Linked DNA regions of Zea mays: all the other regions are linked to region 3. The links are chromatin contacts, called in public Hi-C maps. All regions are on one chromosome and are shown on one strand. Each heading gives the region's core, a stretch centred on a gene start, on an enhancer-like site or on the middle of the called end of the contact. The rest is flanking DNA. Distances are from core to core; before and after follow the strand shown.

What was found. A called contact is a pair of places that touch in the nucleus more often than the background predicts.
Region 1: a Hi-C map of ear shows a contact between it and region 3, with 2.0 times the contacts expected there. The contact joins the promoter of LOC100285420 here to the promoter of LOC100273927 in region 3. A contact is called at or near these places in 2 of 25 Hi-C or Micro-C datasets (ear and tassel).
Region 2: a contact with region 3 is called in a Hi-C map of ear, with 4 times the contacts expected there. The contact joins the promoter of LOC100273542 here to the promoter of LOC100273927 in region 3. A contact is called at or near these places in 6 of 25 Hi-C or Micro-C datasets (bundle sheath, ear, endosperm and 2 more).

The regions. Positions count from the first base shown.
Region 1 is chr2:32,494,703-32,499,120 of Zm-B73-REFERENCE-NAM-5.0, forward strand. LOC100285420 reads left to right here and starts at 2,052. Exons shown (of 9, transcript NM_001158313.3): 1 at 2,052-2,606; 2 at 3,598-3,716; 3 at 3,808-4,418. The coding sequence starts at 2,327.
Region 2 is chr2:32,384,814-32,388,826 of Zm-B73-REFERENCE-NAM-5.0, forward strand. LOC100273542 (Protein binding protein) reads right to left here and starts at 1,450. Exons shown (of 1, transcript NM_001147960.2): 1 at 1-1,450. The coding sequence starts at 1,267.
Region 3 is chr2:32,098,693-32,103,107 of Zm-B73-REFERENCE-NAM-5.0, forward strand. It overlaps LOC100273927 (Serinc-domain containing serine and sphingolipid biosynthesis protein), which reads left to right and starts at 1,544. Exons shown (of 13, transcript NM_001360496.1): 1 at 1,544-1,607; 2 at 1,710-1,975; 3 at 2,068-2,144; 4 at 2,514-2,673; 5 at 2,992-3,016; 6 at 3,153-3,242; 7 at 3,351-3,522; 8 at 3,756-3,829; 9 at 4,013-4,082; 10 at 4,156-4,227. The coding sequence starts at 1,801.

The DNA.
Region 1 (4,418 bases), core at 802-3,301, 400 kb after region 3:
ATTTTCAATGAGAAACCGCGTTTCTCGACCGAGAAAATGGTTTTTGTCGGTTTTCAATTTTGTCAACGGTATTATCAAATTCAAACAAAACAGTTTACAGGATTTCTCGACGAGAAACCACTATTTTTCCCGGTTTTGTTGTTTTAAACCAAAAAATGTTGATTACTTTTAAAAAAACGAAAAGTAAATACGAGGTATACAAGGAAAGCATGTAAATGTTTATAATATATATTTTATTTCTTATACTTTTCATTTTTTGAATTTTGTATGAGTTTTTAAAAAGTTGTAAACCCGTTACCGGCCGGATCCGGAAACAGGAAACCAGACCGATTTTCATAGTTTCCAAGCGGGTTTAATCCCTGGGTGGATGACGAGCCATACGTCCCCTATATGACGTGTAGGGATGAAAACGCTTTCAGAATTTTTCGTAATTCCGGAAACCGTTTTCGATTTTTTCTGATCAGAATCGTCGGTATCGGTATTTCTCAGAATCGATCATCGGAATTTTAGATCGGAATCTGTACAATCATTTACCGACCGCTACTTTGATTACTGTTTTGGGTCGGAATTTACCAAATTCATAATTTGGAATTTACCAAAAATATTAACTAGCCCAGCCCAAATTCCAAATTCACGACTCATGGGCTCATGGGCTCATGGCCCAGTAGGCAGCAGCCCACCATGGGCTGTTTCACCCATCGGCCACCATGGGCTCATGCGTGATCATGCTGCTGGGTTTGGACAAGACTGTGGTCTCGTCACCGTTGTACACCTGTAGCACTGTGTAGAGTAGGTATGCGCATTGAATGTGGGTGTCCCTCATTTGTTTTCGAAAACGCTTTGTCTTTGTCGCCTGAGAAGGGCTCGAGGCGAGGCAGATTTGGCGGTCATAGGACGAGGTAGCCTTGGGCGAGGCGGAGATAGAGGACCTATGGCGTGAGAACCTCAGATGAGGCAGAGACATGGTTCCTTGCTTTCGGAGGACATGGTGGGACAGAGAATCTTCCTAAGCATGCTTTAAGGGTATAATCCGGGTACCCCTAATTATCATATCTGACATAGGTGATACATAAAGTTTACCATACGGAACACAGAGTTGGGTGCAGTCCGGTCCGGTCAGCCCGACCCAAATCAGATTTGTCAAGATTCAGTATAAATGTATAATGCAAGACCACTGTAGAGTCCAATATGCTCGGCTTGTTCCCCAAGCAAAATCGTGCCAACTCGAATCCAACCGTCTTGAGGCCCCCCAACGCGAAAAAGTCTAGCACAGCACGACATACACAGGTGTACATCTGACTCATCCGACCCAAACCTAAAAAGCCCAACACGGTTGAATTTTGGGCCGGTCCGACCCACAGTTATTACGGGCCATGCCGGGTTGACCCATGGGCTTAGCCCTCGGTTTGTGGCCCAGCACGTTACTGGTTAAATGTGCCGGTCTTATTTCGGACGACCTGAAATTGTGAAAAGCGAAATTTAAATTCTGACCCGAAATTCGCATAGAGTCAAAATTCACAACAAAGCCTGAAATTCAAAACACATATAATTTATTAGATATTAACATTTCAAGCTTTATAATAAAAAATAAAGAACATGAAACCAATGGGTGGTTCACACCTCATCTCCATTATTAAATATGCGACTAGCTAAATTAGAGTTAATGATTTTTATGATTAGAAACCGATGACCAAATGAATATGATTATTTTCGTGTCTATAAATAGGCTATTTCGTGCATCGCTAAACGGTTCGTGCGTGTAAGCTGCAACCCGAGCTCAAGCCCGATCCAATACATTATTTCAGGCCAGCGATCGTGCTTTTTTTCCGTCATCGGGGCCAGCATACCATATCCGGCCCAAATGTACACGTCCGCCGTGGCGCCGTAGCCGGTGCAGCGGGCGGACCCCGGTCCTGGAGAACGGCAACATGCCATGCCACCACCACCAAAGGCACCAACGGACCAACCAGACCAGAGCCAGTGCTGGCGCCAGCTGGCGCACGAACGCCCAGCCCACTGTGACTGCCGCCGTGGCGCGAGCAAAACCCTAGGCGCGAGCGCGGGCGCGGGCGCCGCTCCGTTTCCTCTCTCTCCTCCTATTAACCACTCTCCACCCGCTCGCCTCGCCCTCTCGTTGAGAGAGTCGTCCCCTCCGCGTGCTCTCCGCCTGCGGCATCTGTATCCCACAACGAAAAACTACCAAAAAAATTAGAAATCCCCAAATCCGCGAGATCTATCAGTATCGAGCGATTTACCGATCCGATTGCTAGGGTTTAGTTTCGAAAAAGAAACTCTGAAAAAAAATTCTGGTCGAGGGGAGGAGACGATGGCAGCGCAAGTGGCGGCGGTGGTGGTGCCGAATGGGAGCCCGGGCGCTGTCCCCGCGGTGGTGTCGCCGGGAGCGGTCGGCGTCGGACTCGGCGTGGCGCAGCCGCTCCCGACCACGTCGCTCTACGTCGGCGACCTGGAGGGGTCCGTCTCGGACTCGCAGCTGTACGAGCTCTTCAGCCAGGCGGGGCAGGTGGTGTCGGTGCGCGTCTGCAGGGACGTCACCTCGCGCCGCTCGCTCGGATACGCCTACGTCAACTTCAACAACCCCTTGGATGGTATAGTTGCGATCTCCTCGTGGGGCTTCCTTTCTATCTTGTTGATTAAGGGTGGGGGATTCGTCGGCGTGTGGGCATTGTTGAACTGGGGCCTGGGGGTCTGATCAGATTGGACTAGACCTGGGTTTCATATGATACGATAATTCTAATGGCATTTGTAAACTGCATGTTGAAAGTGCTTCCTCAATTGGTACTTTGGTAATGTTGATTGTTGAATGGTTCATTCTAGCATAAGTCGATGTGTTGCTTGGTGCAACGTCCCTGGGATTTATTATAATTTTGGGTATCGGCAAGGATGATTCTCCCTAGATTCATTTGTTTTGAGATAACAAGGGGGGAGGTGGGGATATGGCTAGCAAATAGTTTTTTACATATTTTAGAGCCTTGTGATGGTATACTATTTAGACTCTGGGATTGAAGACAGACTTGCTTAAAGTTCACTTCCAGTTTTGTTTTCTGCATTTTAGGTAATTACGAACCTGGGTGTGTTGTATGCTGGGAAAAATTATGCCTTTCTAATCTGATGGACTTCATTGATCTATACAGCTGGCCTTCAGGGATTTTCTTAACTGATTGTTAGATTACATAGACATAATAATAATGTAATGTAACAGCCATAATCAAACACCTAGGGGCATGTTTGGTTATTGGTTGAGTTCTGGCCTCACTTTCGCCTTCTAGGAATCCTGCAGAAGCACACATTTGGTTCCAGGCAAGCTGTCCTCAGGTTCTGTGCTGATGGAACTTTTTTCTTGACATCGTGGGGTTGTGATTTTGGCTTGCCTGGGTTGGCAAGGCAAGGTTAGCTAGTAAGGTGCAGCTTAGTGGAAAATGGGCCTAAGGGAAGACGATGGGTTAACTTTGCTAGTATATGGTTTACAGAGTTACTTTTAGTTTCAGTGTCTTATCTACTTTTGAAATTTGCTTATAGTACCTAACATTTTACTGTCAAAAAGGCTTGTGAGGGCTGATTCACTATTCCATGTTACAGCTGCAAGGGCATTGGAAGTGCTGAACTTTGCTCCTCTTAACAACAAACCTATCCGGGTGATGTATTCAAACCGTGATCCAAGTAGCCGCAGGAGTGGATCTGCTAACATTTTCATAAAGGTACTTGATCATCTTGCAGGTTCCATAGTTTACATTGTCATCCAAGAATAATCAACTTGGTTTATGACTTATTATTTTATTTTTTCTCCAGAATCTTGACAAGATGATAGACAATAAATCCCTTCATGAGACCTTTTCTTCATTTGGTACCATTCTCTCATGTAAGGTAGCCATGGATGAAGGAGGCCAATCCAAAGGCTTTGGTTTTGTTCAGTATGAAAAAGAAGAAGCAGCACAGAACGCTATAAAAAGTCTTAACGGAATGCTTATAAATGATAAACCTGTTTTTGTTGGACCTTTTCTTCGCAAGCAAGAAAGGGATCACTCTTTTGACAAGACAAAATTTAACAATGTCTTCGTGAAAAACTTGTCTGAGTCTACCACAAAAGAAGATTTACTCAAAATCTTTGGTGAATATGGGAATATTACAAGTGCTGTTGTGATGATTGGCATGGATGGTAAATCAAGGTGCTTTGGTTTCATCAATTTTGAGAATCCAGATGCAGCTTCCCGTGCTGTTCAGGAACTTAATGGTAAGAAGATAAATGACAAAGAGTGGTATGTTGGAAGAGCTCAGAAGAAGTCAGAAAGAGAGATGGAACTAAAAAGGAGATTTGAGCAGATCTTGAAAGATGCTGCTGACAAATATCAAGGACTGAACTTATATCTCAAGAACTTGGATGATAGCATTGGAGATGATCA
Region 2 (4,013 bases), core at 200-2,699, 290 kb after region 3:
CGCTGGAGCTTTGGTATTTGCTGCGGCACGGAACGTAGTTGTTGACCGGGCATGACTTGGGCTGGCGGAGGAACTTGGCGCAGTCCTCGTGCGAGCGCTGGTTGGGCGCCCACTGGATGCAGTTGCGGTCGACGTTGAGCCTCCCTTCCTTGATCAGGTCCCAGCAGCAGGACCCGAGCGACGTGAAGTAGTTGTCGGAGAGCGTGAGGTTCTTGAGGTTGCTGAACGCGAGCCGGCAGAGCGCGTCGGGCACCTCGCCGTACAAGAGGTTGCCCGCCAGGTTGAGCTGCTCCACCTTGCGCAGGCACGCGAACGACGCCGGGATGGTGCCCGTGAGGCGGTTAGCGCCGGCGTCGATGACCGTGGCCTTCTCCAGGAGGCCGAGCTCGTGGGGGAGGCAGCCGCTGAGGCTGTTGTTGAGGAAGAGCACCTCGAGGAGCGTGCCGGCGTTGCGGGCGATGGACCTGGGTATCTCCCCCGTGAACCTGTTGTTGGCCAGAGAGAGGTAGTTCACCGGCGACTGCCCGATGTTGTCGGGGAGGGCGCCGGAGAAGCGGTTGTTGTTGACGAAGATGGCCTGCACCCGCGGGAGCTTGCAGAAGACGCCGGCGGGGAGCTCGCCGTAGAAGCTGTTGAAGCGGATGTCGACGAAGGTGGCGTTGGTGAGGCCCAGCACGTCCGCCGGGAACGCGGCGGGCGCGAGCTTGTTGTTGCTCAGGTCCAGCTCGTAGAAGTACTGCAGGCCGCCCAGCGCGGGCACGGCGCCGCCGAAGTCGTTGGAGTTGGCGTGGAACAGCGCCAGGTCCGGCAGGCTGTCGACGAAGCCCCGCAGGGACCCCGCCTGCAGCATGTAGCCGTTGAAGTCGACGGACGCGATGGCCCGGTCCGTCACGTTGGGCGGCCGCTCGCAGAAGAAGCCCTTGTAGCTGCACACGTCGGTGCCGCTCCAGCTCTGCGTGACGCCCATCGGGTCGCACGTCACCGTGCTCCGGAACTGCTGGATCACGAGGTACGCCCTGTACAGCCGCTCGTTCTCGAAGTCGCACGGCTGCGGCTGCGACGACGGCGGCGTCGGAGAAGGCGACGAAGGGCTGCCGCCGCCGATGCCGATGCCGATGCCGACGCCCCCGCCGCCGAGGCCGACATCGAGGTCCTGCCGGCTCGGCCGGCTGGCTCCGCCACGGCTGTCCACGAGCGCAGCGCAGGAAACCAGGAAACACAGGAGAGCAACGCTCCGCGCGGTGCGCGCTGGACCTGGACCCGCCATTTCTTGGATTCTGATCACGGGAAGCGTCTGCGGCAGAAGACGAGGGAAACCACGTGCCTAGCTCCCCCTGCGCTTTTTCACGCAAGCCGAGAGAACCAGCCGGTCCCGCACGGCGTCTCCTGCCAAATCTCCCCGCGAACCGTGTTGTGCGGGAGGGAGCGCGACCACGACGGCGCGATCGAGTGGGCGAGCGAGTGGCATGGCCGTCAGGACGTGCGGTATATAAACGCCCGCACAAGGGCAGGGGCCGCAGGGCGGGGACCTGTTGCACGCTTGCATTTTAATCACTTGGCTCTGGCCGGTTAGGAAGGCAGAAGGCTCGGTAGTTGGCGCAGCAAGAGTCAAGACCCCAAGAGCGAACTTTCCTTTCCTGCGATGGCAATTCGCATGTGGAGTACCGGTGCTGTGGTACGTTGCTCCAGTAACTGCGCTGCTCTGAACTGTCATTCTATGAAAGGAAGAATTGTACTGTAATTCAGTTCGGTATTCACTGTCATTCGGCGGGGGTTGTTTTTCAGTTTCAGATGAAGAGCTTGTCCTGTTGCCTGTTGGACTATACATGTGCAATTATGCAGTATCCGGATCCAATTGTAGAGGTTGACTAGTCTGGAGGCTCTGAGCTACTGGTTTTTTAAGAACAACTGGATGCATTTGATTCAGAAAACAGACTATTATTCCACAATTTTACCGTAGGAATGGAGCTTCCATTTGATAATTGATAGTACTGAGCTAAGCTATCAAATCCACCAAAGTGAACCTGGTGAGCGGTGACCAACATTGACTTGTTTTTACCGGTTCGCTGCCCTCAATCTCACTTGATTGTTAGTTTTTTTTAAAAAATATATATTTACATTTACACCTCTTATACACTTACTTTCGCCTTTCGATCCTAAGATTGGTGTTGTAGGGCTGTAGGCCCTTGTGGTCTGGTCATTCGTTGTGGCGTCTTAAAGCTGTCACACCCCTATTTTAAACTTTACTCTGTAAATTGTATAATCTACGATGTAAATCGTCTATTTTACATGATCTGCTATGGATAGTCTAACATATGATGCGAGTTTAGCCAACAATGCGTGATGGTGGATGTGGCACTAACATGAACAAAGCTCGGCACCAAAACACATGATGTCAAGCTCAATGCCAAGCTTTGAATCTTAACATCCGCGGTTAGACTCGAACCGAGGATCCGGATTGGACTCAGTACCCAAGGGCTTGGTCCGCATATCAGAATGAGATTCGCTTGCATGGTATAGATAAGTGAAGGTAACATATTGTGATCTTATCAAATTAGGAAATAAGAACGATATCTTTGAAAGTATGGCATATCATCCCAGATGATAAGGGTAATCCATACATAGGAATAGAGATAAATATCTTGGTTTGTGCGAGGGGCCGGTTAGACCGATCTCTATCTTTATCTGGCGAACAGCCAAATAAGCTTTCATAACTAACCATTCCTTCTTGCAAACGAACGTGGTAGCGCCCCTAGAGGGGTTGATCATCTGATCACATTGCATAGGCAATAAACACTATATCACACAAGACGTAGGGTGTAATCTCACATTGAAAGCTCGAATAGTGTATAAATCTTCGAGACTCGCATTTACCTTTAGTTCTCAATCTTGGGATCCACCCCATAAATTCACTACCGAATATTCCTTGACAATTGTGATACTTGTCCTTCATAAGGATTTTTTTTTCTAATTTACCGTTGATGTGATCTGTGGCCCTAGTGTTGAAGTACCTATTGGTGTTGACATTGTAGGAGGTCAGTGTAGCCAACACAAACTTGTTTCCAGGGATGCCAATGAATGTGGTGTCAAATTACTTATAGTAGTGAACAATGGTATGGCGTCCTTTACCACATAACTGGCAAGTGGGCTAGTCTCCATTTGAACCAAACAAAAGCCCATTGTTGGGTCCCAAGCGCCATCCTTAGCGTGCTCCATGGCCACGACATCAACGATCCTGATTGCGGCCATGACTGGTGTCACTCCCATCTTGCACCGCAAGATTCGTTGTGGAGCCATCGCCCTATTGTAGAGTTAGGTGTTGTTCAAAACTAATCAGTTGCATGAAAAGCTCGGTAGCTCACTCAAAGGTACATGCTCCACTTGTGTGTCCATAGCGAAAAACACTAGGTTGAGCTTAGCTCGATGTCAAAGTCGATGAACATGTACAAAGCAGGTTCTTCATCATCGAGTGTATTCCGACGGAGACAATGTCATCTGCTAGAGCCTTCATGTGTCTAAAGAATTCGACCATAGTCCATGTACCCTTCAACATGGTGGCCAACATCATTTACGTGTCGACCACCTTATCCCCAAGCTTCCAACTAACACTGGTGTCATCGGATCGAGGAGGTGCAGTACCTACGCATTATGGAGTGTAGAGGGGACCTGCTCTCCATAGTGTATGGTTGTTCTTTGGTAGTTTCTTGATGGTCGAGTATGTGATCAAGGACACAACTAGTGACTCAAAGAAACTTGAAGCGGTCATGGAACAGACTACTAGTGAACCTGGCTTTGATTTCCATACAAGAACTGATAAAACATGATGCCCTTCAGAGAATCACAGTCCCATATCAATATAGCTAAGAATACCCCATAGAATGACTTGTACATCAAGAGAACAATTTGGAATACCTGGTAAGAGGAAGAATAAAAATGAAACAAAACAATCAAGTCAAATATGGTGGGTCTGTCTAGATGCTTGAGTCTGGGTCATGTACGATAGGACCCTCTGC
Region 3 (4,415 bases), core at 294-2,793:
GTGATTTCGTCCGGGCAAACGAACCTGCCTGCTCGATCGTGTGTTTCCCTTAATTGCACGGTAGGACAAGCGTCCGTGGCGTCAAAACGTGATTTCTTGGAGAAAAACGAGCGCACCGCAGTCCCCCAGTCCCGTCCCGGACACCCCGGTTCGGCTTTAAATAAGAGCGGCCCGAGCCCGTGACCCCCAACGGTCGCCTGGACGTGTATTTTTTTAAAAAGGAAAATCATAATTAAAACTAAATATTATAACTAATAAACTAATAGAAAGCTTTAGGACTAGCTCCATATATCGATGGGTAGTGGTGCTTGTTGAGGGTGATAAAACACTGGGAAAGAGGAGAGAAACAAACAATATAATTCCCCTTTGAGTAAAATATGTTGTCGGTCTTTACACTTGTTTAGGTTTGTTAAATTGGTCCCTAAACTCTCAGAGTAGCCAATTATATTTCTAAACATTGTTCAGGTATCATTTTAGTCCAATCAACTATAAACATGATCTAATTGGCTAATGTGGCCTTGTCACCGTGTCGTCCACGCGGCACGGCCTTGCCGCATGGCCACCTCCTCGTCCTCGACGAGCCTTGCTCCGAAGATGCCGTTGCACGTGGACAACACGATGGTAAGACCATGTCAGCTAACCAAGTCATGTTCACAACAATTTTGGCTAAAATGACATCATGAACCGATGTTTAGAGATCTAATTAGTTATTCTGAGAATTTAGAGATCAACTTGACACCCTTGAATAAGTTAAGAATAAGACCCAACTATTCTAAGAATTTAGAGATCAACTTGACACCCTTGAATAAGTTAAGAATAAGGTCTTGTTTGTTTCTCCCTAGTATTATATAATCTACCTTACAGATTATATAATCATTTATTGACCTGCATATAGATATTATAATCTAGATATTTATATTACATAATCCACTCAACAATCTATGTTGTTTGTTTATCTATTAAATTATTTAAACTAAATTATATAATTTAGAGGGTAAATAAATAGGACCAGTTTAGGGACCGCCGGTGTTGACGTTGTTTAGCTGCGATAGAGAAATTTTAGTATGATCGGTAGTTTTGAAAATAGTTTTAGGTTCAGTTTGGTTGGGCTGTGGCTGTGAAAAAAGTTGTTATAGGTTGTGAGCTGTGAAAAAAGCTGTTGTAGGCTGTAAGCTATTAAAAAGCTAAAAACCGGTTAGTGGAAACCACTAAAAGTCGTTAAAAATTCATCGATATATGTTTTCATAGTTCCATCTAAAAAGCCACTAAAAGCAGGTCCAGAGTTGCTTTTAGATTTAAACTACGAGAAAGTCGGCTTTTAAAAAAAGATGCTTCCTGAATCCAGCACTTTGGTTAGCTTTTGGTTTTTAGGGGGTTAGGTTTTGGTTTTTAGGGGGGCAAAAGCCAAAGTCAAAAGTGAAACCGGCCCTATTTCTCTATCGCAGCTAAGATAAAGAAATAGTTTTTAAAAAGACATAAAAATCCACGGCTGCAGCCTGCAATGCAACACAGCCTGCCCGCTGCGCCCGGCTTTAAAAGGCGCAAAAGCGAACGAGGCAGGCGCTCCTCCGCACCACCGTACACCGGACCCGGAGCAGCTCGCCGCCGTGAATTCCCGTTTCCCTTCACTTCCGTTGTTCCGCGTCCGAATTTTGCAGGGCATTGCCGCGGCGACCCTAACCCTCCCTGCTGGCTGCTGCTCCGCGCAGGAACCCAGCGCTGAACCGACGGGGAGAGGCGAGGCCGCGCTTTACCCCGGGAACTACGAAGCAACGACGGCGGGACTGAGCAGGCGGGGATATGACTGTGATCAAGGCAGCTGGAGCGGAGCCGTGCGGAGACGGCGGCGCGTACGGCGCGAGGCGGCGGCAGTCGCTGCGGGCGCGGTACGCGTACGGGTTCGTCTTCTTCGCCACCAACCTGCTGGCCTGGTTCGTCAGGGACTACGGGGCAAGGGCGCTCCGCGGCTTGCATCGTGAGTTCCTCTTCCCTTCAGAATTCAGCTCTCGCATTTGTGGCCTGAGGAAGGACGCATTCTGTGCTCACCGATTACGATTACGCCTGCAGATGTGCCGGTCTGCGGAGCAGGGGACTCCAAGTGCTTCCAGTCCGGAGGAGTGCTTCGAGTAAGCTTGGGCTGCTTCGTATCCTTCATCTAACAAGCACGGTGTGTGTTCGTTTCAGCTCATGTAACTGATGGGCCCGTTCACTGTATATACGAGGCATGCAGCTAGAAGCCTAGAATGTTTTCAATTACAACCGTGTTTCGGAGTCCTTAACCAAACTATGGGCCCGTTTGGAATGGGGTTTTCTGGATCCAGTTGCTAGTATGTTGTACAAATTTGAACTAAAATCCTAAAATCTGTTGGAACAACCTGTCTAAAACGCTAAAAGGGCATGGTCAAGGATTCAGGATAGTAGATGCACTAGTTCCAGAATCCAGAGCTACTAAACATTTGACATTGTGGACCGTGCTGTGTTTCCTTGGGTTCACTTCCTTACAGAATGTTAAGATATTTTTCTGGGTGATGTTTGCCACAACATTTGGAACTCGCAAGCTCCATGAAGCTCGTAATTCGTGGCATTCTGGATGTTGGATTCTGAAGTCTCTTGTGTATGCCATGTCGATCGGCATCCCATTTATCATCCCTAACATCTTCATCCAATTTTATGGTAAGTTCTGTGCAGTACTGTGGCTGTGTGGCAAACGTCGTTGCTGTAGATGTAAGATATCTTGGGCATAAGTGAATGTGCAGCAGTTATAGAGTGGGAATTTTGCTTTACTTCATAGCAACTAGTTTATATGAGAAATTAATGCTTAGAAATGCCAAGGCCAATCAATTCACAGTTCCTTGCTTTGGAAAGTTCAAAATATGATAAACAAAGATGAAAGTTTCAATTTGTTGTACTGGTCCTGGTATACTTTTCCACCAATGCATCCATACTTAAATTTTAGCACGCTCAAAGAAAACCATTTTGTTGTGTCTGCAGGTGAAGTTGCTCGACTGGGTGCCGGGTAAGTTAAATGAAAGTCCTTACATTGCTCAAATTTGGGATGTTTCAAGCCCTAATGAACAACATTTTACGTTTATTTTAGATGGTGGTCTTATTTTTATAGTAAACATGTTACTTCTGTTTCATTATCCCTCCAGGATATTTCTCCTCCTCCAGCTCATAAGCATGCTCCACTTCATATCATGGTGCAATAAACGATGGATGCCAGATCCTGGATCAAATCAATGGTAAGGATTGAGCTAGTTGTGTTGGAACTTGTGGCATCGCAGTTACTTCAGTCTTCAGGTCCTGAAGCTAGAACTGACCATGGCGTGTCACCCTTATGTGATTCTCAGTGGGTTGTTTGGGTTATTCTTGTCAACCATCTCCTACATTGCTTCGTTTGTTGGAATTGGCGTGCTGTATGTTCTGTATGTCCCCAACTCCTCTTGTGCGTTCAACATCTTCACTATTACATGGACGGCAATCTTGGTGACTATAATGATGGCAGTATCATTGCACTCCAAGGTACGAAGATGCAAGCAGCTCCGGTCTTAGATGTAGCTTACATTGTGTTGAAAACCAGTGTCAAGTTTTGGATGTGAATATCTAGTTGCAATCCTGATAGTAGCCTTGTTTCTATTAGCATATCTGAGCCCTTACGGTAACTAACAAGTAAAATTCTGTAAAACTTTTGGGTCTTTGCCCTGCCTGAAATGTACAAGGTTTGTGATTTTAGTTCATTTTTGTTTGCTGAGAAGGTTAACGAGGGTCTTCTCTCTTCTGGGATCATGAGTTCATATATTGTTTTCCTTTGTTGGTCTGCACTCCACAGGTTAGTCTGCATCACCTGGAACTATTGAAAAGGTTGTAATTTTGGCATTCCTAGGAAGCGTTTCCACTTCCATAATGCAAAATATTCTGTGCTAATATTTCTTTTTCCATTCACTGTTCTGCAAACATAGCCTTGTATAGTGCAGTTTGCTTGATGTTAATTTCATACTATGCGCATGTGTAGTGAGCCGCAAACTGGGAAGTGCCACTCTCATATGAAAATTGCCCAGGATGGCGATTCAGCTACTATCGTTGTAAGTAAAATATCAGAGCTCTTTTGAATAGTTCTGCCATTGATGTTAACTGATTGAAGTTGTGCTTTTCTAGAGCTTCATTATCGCAATTTGTTCCATTGTAATGGCCACGTTTTCTACTGGAATCGACACCAAATCCTTCCAGGTAAGTTTATTACTCTCAATTTTTATCTATAAGGGGGGACGCAGAGTGTCGAAGACGTCTCACATGAGTGAGGTCTAGATAAGAAATAAACCGATACAAACCTTCTCCCGCAAATGTGGAGAGACTGCTTCGAACCTTTGACATAGTGACTTAGTGAGACAGCTCTCACACTGCACCAGGCTTGTCTT